Regions from separate parts of the Capra hircus genome. Here region 2 is linked to region 1. Evidence: chromatin contacts called from public Hi-C data. All regions are on one chromosome and are shown on one strand. Each heading gives the region's core, a stretch centred on a gene start, on an enhancer-like site or on the middle of the called end of the contact. The rest is flanking DNA. Distances are from core to core; before and after follow the strand shown. Region 1 overlaps ZCCHC11 (terminal uridylyltransferase 4). Region 2 has its middle 51 kb from the start of FAM159A.

Region 1 (3,645 bases), core at 463-2,962:
TCTACAACTAGATAAGCAAGGGTACTAATACCCCAAGAAAAGTCACATTTTCTATTAAAATATAACTTTCTTCCCAGAGGAAAGGCAATCGATTCTAAGAAACATGAATTACCAAAAAGTCTACCACATCTTTTCTTACTCATGTTACTTCCCTGTATTAACTAACCACTTACGATAAAAGTGACAACAGAAGGAAAGGGAAAGACAGAAGATGCAGCCACAGGTCCTTTACCTTTCAGTTCTGCCAAATCAAAGGTAGAGACTGTTGGTAAAATGTGCAAGACCTAAATAAAAACAGCTGAGTAAGTTTTTACACAGTGTTTTCCCTGTTCTGGTAAGAATGAAATATACCTGTATAAGCTATGAAGGGGACGACAAAGGATGAGATGGCCGGATGGCATCACTGACTCGATGGACGTGAATCTGAGTGAACTCCAGGAGTTGGTGATGGACAGGGAGGCCTGGCGTGGTGCAATTCACGGGGTCGCAAAGAGTCGGACACAACTGAGTGACTGAATTGAACTGAAGCTATGAAAGAGCATCAATTTCACATAAGAGTTAAATAATCATATATTGGCATTTAAAACTGGCATTGTACCATATAAAGATGAACAGTAAAATTCATGCTTAATATTAAACAATTTCAATTGTTCTTTATTTAGAATGACATTAAAAAGTAAACAAACATGACAAGCTAAGAGAAAGATCAAAGAAGAAAGAAAAATACTTTTTGTTTTAGTAACTTTAATAGCACTTTTTCCTGCCTTCTGAACTAGGGACTTTGCATTTTTATTTCTCAATATGTCCTGTAAATTATGTAGCTGGGCCTGCACCTGTTCAGATAAACAAATATGAACACGGCATGTGTTTTAACAAAGATCATCAACATTAATACAGAAGGTGTTCAGTTAAAAGCTGGGAATACAATGATAAATAACAGAATAGTCGCATATATAAAAGAGGAGACAGTCATATAAACAAATAATGACAATATTACATGACATATGTTAAGAAAACCCTGAGGAAAGAACCTAAGAAAAAGTGTTCATCATAAAGGGAATTGAGCTGTGAAAGAATTTTTCACTTGAGAAAGGGAGTAAGAAGGAATAAGATCTGTATATACTAGATAAAATACATTTATATAATTTTAACAAGTTTTAGGATGCAAAATAGCATGCATAATGATGAATACAGGAGATGAACCGGGAATGCAAATTAGTACACACATTTACATACCGAGTCAAGTTTAGATTTTAGCAAAGAGAAGCCATAGATTATGCGCAGAAGAGTGGCACAATTTCTGCTTCAGATTAACTTCTGCAGAACAGGAAGACAGAGATAAGAGGGAAAAGAGATGCTACTAAAGTAAGTAAAAGTAATTACCAATTATTATTAAAAAGTATTAGGAGATTATTTAGGATCTTACTACAAGCAATTTTGGTGGGATTGTGGAGAGGGAAAAGCTGTGTTGAAGGTAAATGGACTTCTTCCCAGAAGATGCTTGGGTACAGTAGGAAGCACTGTAAATATATAAGAGAAAGATCTAATTTGCAACATTTTCCAGATTTATTTGACCAAAACACATTTTTTGCCAGGACAACCTATTAGCATCTGAAAGAACTGTGGAGAAAGTAAGTTTTATAACACTGTTCTATGAAACAGAAGGCCAGCACTAACAGGGAAAGGCAGAGGGCAGTAGAGGACTTAAGATCAGAGAAAAACTATACCAAAAGTGAGAAACAGGAAAGAAACCTGACTGAAATATTGCCAGGCTGGGTTAAAGGCCTAACTACATATATAAAACACCTGTCTACTAGTTTATACAATTTGCAGATATTTAAATTCATTCTGGGTAGGGGATTAACATAATGAATATCTCAATAGGGTACTGGATGGCATCACCGACTCGATGGACATGAGTTTGAATTAAGCTCCAGGAGTTGGTGATGGACAGGAAAGCCTGGCATGCTGCAGTCCATGTGGTTGCAAAAAGTCAGACATGACTGAGCGACTGAACTGAACTGAACACAACAGTGATGATACTGGTGAGTGGGAGAGATAAAACTCAAAAGAGGTTATACAAAAAGATTAGGGATAGATGAGAAAACTAAAGAAGTGAGAAAGATGTATACAGATATTAAGGAGATTTTGGTCAGAAGTAGAACCATTTCTGAACCATATGAGTAGCCGTGTCAAAGAAAGTTGAATACCACTGGAATACAGAAATTAAGGAAAAATAAACTTAAGATGTTAAGTAACCTTCAATGTTATGCTTCCAACTGCCTGATATGATATGAAGAATTATACCAATGATATATCAGTGAATACAGGGGAGTGACACAGACGTTCCTAGATTGAAATGACAAAGTCAGGTAAGAAACAGCCAGTAGGGTACCAATCTTAAAAGAAGAGAAGCTGTAGAGGAAGACAGAAGAATAGACAGACACTAATTAGAAAATACATGGGTCTGGTTTTCTGGCTTTAAGGAAGCAGCTGTGAGGAAAACAAGCTACACACCTCCTTAGAGGATTTAGAATAATGCTTCCCAGTTTTTTTTTCCTAACGCATCCAAGAAATAGAATACATGTCCAATAGAAAAAAGAGAAACACAAGAATGGGAGATGGGAAAGGCTAGCTGTGAGTGGTTTAAAAGACCTTCCAAAGCATTATGAAATACCTTCCTAAGGAACTGTACCTCTCATATAGCGAGAATCATTGGTTTAAAACTGGCACTATCACAGAAAGCATAAATACAATTTACAAACACAAACTAGCCATTTTTTACCTGTATGACAGAATACAAGACACTCAAAACAATATCATAAGTGGCTATAAAAGTACAGCAGCTCTTACAAATTTTTCAGTTTAAAAAAAGATTTGTTTTGAAGATACAGCATTAGCTAACATATATATGTCTAATATGCCCATTCATTTATCTTTTCAAATCTGTAAAGTTAACACAGTCTGGTAGTGTTTTCACTTTATTTCTTGAGACACCTTGAGTGTATGACTTGAGTAAAATGACACAAACGGGATTGGTTTATGAGAAGAAAGAAGAGACATATTTTTTGGTTCATTGCCTGGGTACTAGGGTATGTCTTTAGCCTAAACCAGCAGTTCTCAAACTTTTTGACCTCAGGATGCATTTATGCTTCAAAAAATTACCAAGAATCCAAAGAACTTTTGTTTTTGTGTATATAGCTATTGCTATTTACATCATTAGATATTAAAACTGAGAAATTTTAAAAATACAAGAATACACTGTTAACTTATTCTATATAAGGCCAGTATTACCCTAGTACCAAATCCAGAAATTACAAGACAACTATACACCAATGTCTCTTATGAAAATAGATGCAAAATCCTCAACAAATTCTAGCAAACCAAATCCAGCAATGAAAGGTTATATACCAGGATAAAGTGTATTCTAACCTAGGAATACAAGTTTGGTTCAATATGAAAACCAATCAATGTAATGCGCCATATTAAAGGACAAAAACCATACAGTTGTTTTAACTGACACAAAAAAAGGATTTGATAAAATCTAATGTCCTTTTATAATAAAAAAACTCAACAAATTTGGAATGGAAAGAAACTCTCATCAATCTGACAGAAAAACCACATGTGACACCACACTTAACGGTG
Region 2 (3,432 bases), core at 594-3,093, 140 kb after region 1:
CGGGCATGGCCAAAAAAGAAAAAAAAATCCCAATTTTCTCTTAGTACATCTGGGTAGACCCAAGAATCTCTATTTTAACTAGATACCCCAAGAGACTGAGGAATAAAAGTCAACACCGCTATAAGGGAAAAGAGGTCTTTGAAGGATTTCAAAGAGGATAGAATTCTTGATCCCTGTCTTAGGAACCTCTTAGGTTAACTTGGAAACAAGAAAAAAGGTAATTATAATGATGGGCAATGACTGTTAATTCTTAGAAGTTCAAGAAAGATATTCTTAGTATTCTAAGAAAAAGGTGTGGCATATTTGTACTTGTGATTCTTTAGCCATGAGGATATTAATATTGGTTTTTTGGCATTAAGTTATTGAGCATGTTCTTTAAGGTATCAGGATGGCCTGTATTGGGGCATTTCCTTTGTTTCAAAAACATTGTTTTTGTAAAAGTCACCTTTCTGAACAGAACTGAAGGAAGAGTACTGATCCATTCATGCGCTAGCTCCAGCTTAGACAGGAGCTTTTCTATTTCCTACTTATTTATTTTTGGCTGTGCTGGGTCTTCACTGCTGTATGGGCTATTCTCTAGTTGCAGTGAGTGGGGCTATCCTCTAGTTGCAGTGAGTGGGGCAACCGCAGCGAGTGGGGCTATCCTCTAGTTGCAGAGAGTGGGGCTATCCTCTAGTTGCCATGCACTGGCTTCTCATCGCAGTGGCTTCTTTTGTTGTGCACTGCAGGCTCTAGAGCAGGAGGGCTTCAGTAGTTGCAGTTCATGGGCTCAGTAGTTGTGGCTTCTGGGTTCTGGAGCACAATCTCAGTAGCTGTGGCGCACAGGTTTAGTTGCTGCTCAGCATGTGGGATCTTCCCAGACCAGGGATTGAACCTGCATCTCCTGTTTTAGCAGGCGGAGAAGGCAATTGCAACCCACTCCAGTACTCTTGCCTGGAAAATCCCATGGATGGAGAAGTCTGGTAGGCTGCAGTCCATGGGGTCGCTAAGAGTTGGACACGACTGAGTGACTTTGCTTTTCGCCTTCTTTACCACTGAGCAACCAGAGGAGCCCCAGGAGCTTTTCTTGATGAGCAGTTAGTTTCAAATCCAGTACAGCCCTACAGCTAACACAGGTTCTTGCATGTGCAGAGGAGCCTGGGGCTGATTTGTCTTGCGGTGGTTGGGAGGCTAAGATGCTACTCTGTGCTGTTAGTCTCAATAAGCAGCCACTGATGGCCTAGTATGTGCCCAGGCTCAAGTCCTCGTGCATGAGGAACTCAGAGTCTTATGGGATGTGGAGAAGATAAATACACAAATAACACTGTGTGGTCAGCACTGATAAGTGGATACTTGGGCCACTAGTGGGCAGAGAAAGCCTCTATCCTGGCCTGGGGGATGAAGGAAATGCTACCAGAACCTTAAAAGATGAAGAGTATTCTACTTGAAAGGTAGAAGGGCATTACAGAAAAACCAGCAAAACAGAGCTCGGCTGAAAAAAAAGAAACAAAAAACCAGCCTGGGTGTTTTTTGTTATTTCTTTTTTGAGGGGGGATGGGTGGAGCAGGGGTGGGGAGTACAGAAACTCCAGGCAGTTCCCTTTTGTAGAAGCCTGTTAGGAGCAAGATGGGGCTAAATACCGAGGAGGGACTGTGGGGGTAGGGAGACTTATATGTTGGGGAAGGAATTTTGGCCTTTCCCCTTTAGACAGTGGGGAGGCCTGATTTATAAACTGTAACACAATCACCATTCCTCAAGCCTGGGGAGGGGCACCAGCTGGGAATAGTTTCCACTCTGGGCCCCCAGCAGGTGCAACTCTTCTCGGTGACTCTGTCTCCACTGGGGCAGAGAGAAGGGAGGAGGAAGGAGGCAGGCCCACCCCCAACCCCACACCAGGCCTGCCTCCTGCAGCTGTTTTATGCCCTGAACACCCCTAGAGAGCTGAGGCCCATCAGTTCCCTGGATGTGAACAGAATGGCAGCAGAGGCAGCCTGTTTTAGAAGCTAGACTACCTCACAAGCTCATGTTGCCGCGTGGAGAGAAAACAACTATCTAACTGTAAAATCTGGTCCCATAAACATCTTTTCAAAGAAAAAGTTATCATTCTTTAAGAGCTAACCTTCCTAACCACTTCAGTAGAAGGTATTCTTATCCCCATGAGAGAGGTGACAAAATTGAGACCCAGAAGGTCGGGTAACTTGCCCAAGGTCACACAGACAATAAAAGGCAAAACCCATACTGAAACCCAGGTTAAGACCTTTAGACCTAAGAACTGGAAAGAGTCTGCTACCCCCAACCTTAATGTAGAATTCAAAATAAGAGATCTAAATTGCAAAATAAATGTCAGGAAGCCAAAGCAGTTTTGACCTTTTTTCCCCCAAAGCGATTCCTTGATGTTTTCTAAAAACATAAATTATTTTTTAATTTGTATTTTCTCATTCTTTAACACGCACACTTAGTAATTCTTTAACTAAGTTAGAGTTTCTCACATCCGTAGGGGCTAAAGTCTAGAAATTGTCTCTCTGCCAAGCTGCCTTTCACAAAATTTTTCAAGCAGTTTCATAAAACTTTGACATACTAAAATGTAAAGCATTTTTAAATAAAAACAAACAAACCAGCAAACAGCTCAAAACTGTTTTTTGTCACCATTTCGATCTCATAAGTTCCAAATCAATATGAATGGCTCTTGGGTCCATCCGTGTGCCCAGGCTGGAAATTTTTTTTTTTTAACCCCATGTTTAACTCCATTCTCCTCCTACTCCCACGAGGCTCTTTAATCCATTTTCCACACCACAGTGATCTGGTTTCCAAATGTGCTTTCATTCTCCCGCTCAAAACTCATCGGTGACTCTGCATGACCCACAAGATAAAATCCCAATCTTGAGACGCCCCCCAGCCTCCCCTCCCCTCTGCCTCTCTGGGACTCCTACTTCCCTTTCTTTCTCACAGCAATGTGAGATTTTAGTGAGAACACTAAATGAAAACACAAATCACCGGGCAGTTATGAAACTTCTTCCCCATTAGACCACCTAGCCCAAGCCTGGGATGGAGGGAAAATGTTGGCAATAGTAGCCTGCTGGCCAGAAGACAGAGTAATGATCTTGCTTGCTCAGACCAGAGCATGAAAACCCCTTTTCAAACCTTGCCTCAAAGGTTGCACCAAAGTGAGAAACCTAACAATGCTTTCATCAACCTATCCCTTACCATAGCAACATGGGTATGCAATGGCCTTGGACCCTCCTGGACAATATATTATTATTTGCATTTAATAACCATTGTGAAACATAACATTTGGATACTGTTAATTCTAATCCATTGTTCCTGGCCCCATCTCAGTATGTGATCCAAAGAAGACTGGCATCATGGGTCCCATGCAGGAACTGGTCCATAAAAAATAGCCCAGCATATCTGACACCAAAACTCAAGTTAACCCAATTTTTCAAGATTACAAAA

What was found. Hi-C and Micro-C count contacts between places; a contact is called where the count stands out from the background.
Region 2: a contact with region 1 is called in a Hi-C map of blood, with 3 times the contacts expected there. The contact joins two enhancer-like sites. A contact is called at or near these places in 2 of 5 Hi-C or Micro-C datasets (both in blood).

Annotation. Positions count from the first base shown.
Region 1 is chr3:27,007,034-27,010,678 of ARS1.2, forward strand. The region is part of intron 1 of ZCCHC11 (terminal uridylyltransferase 4); the gene reads right to left. Among named protein-coding and RNA genes, the nearest start is that of TRNAW-CCA, 37 kb to the left of the region's middle. Within about 2 kb of position 1,713, at least 1 of the 5 cell types and tissues checked has an H3K27ac peak or open chromatin away from gene starts, as enhancers often do.
Region 2 is chr3:27,150,423-27,153,854 of ARS1.2, forward strand. No RefSeq gene overlaps it. Among named protein-coding and RNA genes, the nearest start is that of FAM159A, 51 kb to the left of the region's middle. Within about 2 kb of position 1,844, at least 1 of the 5 cell types and tissues checked has an H3K27ac peak or open chromatin away from gene starts, as enhancers often do.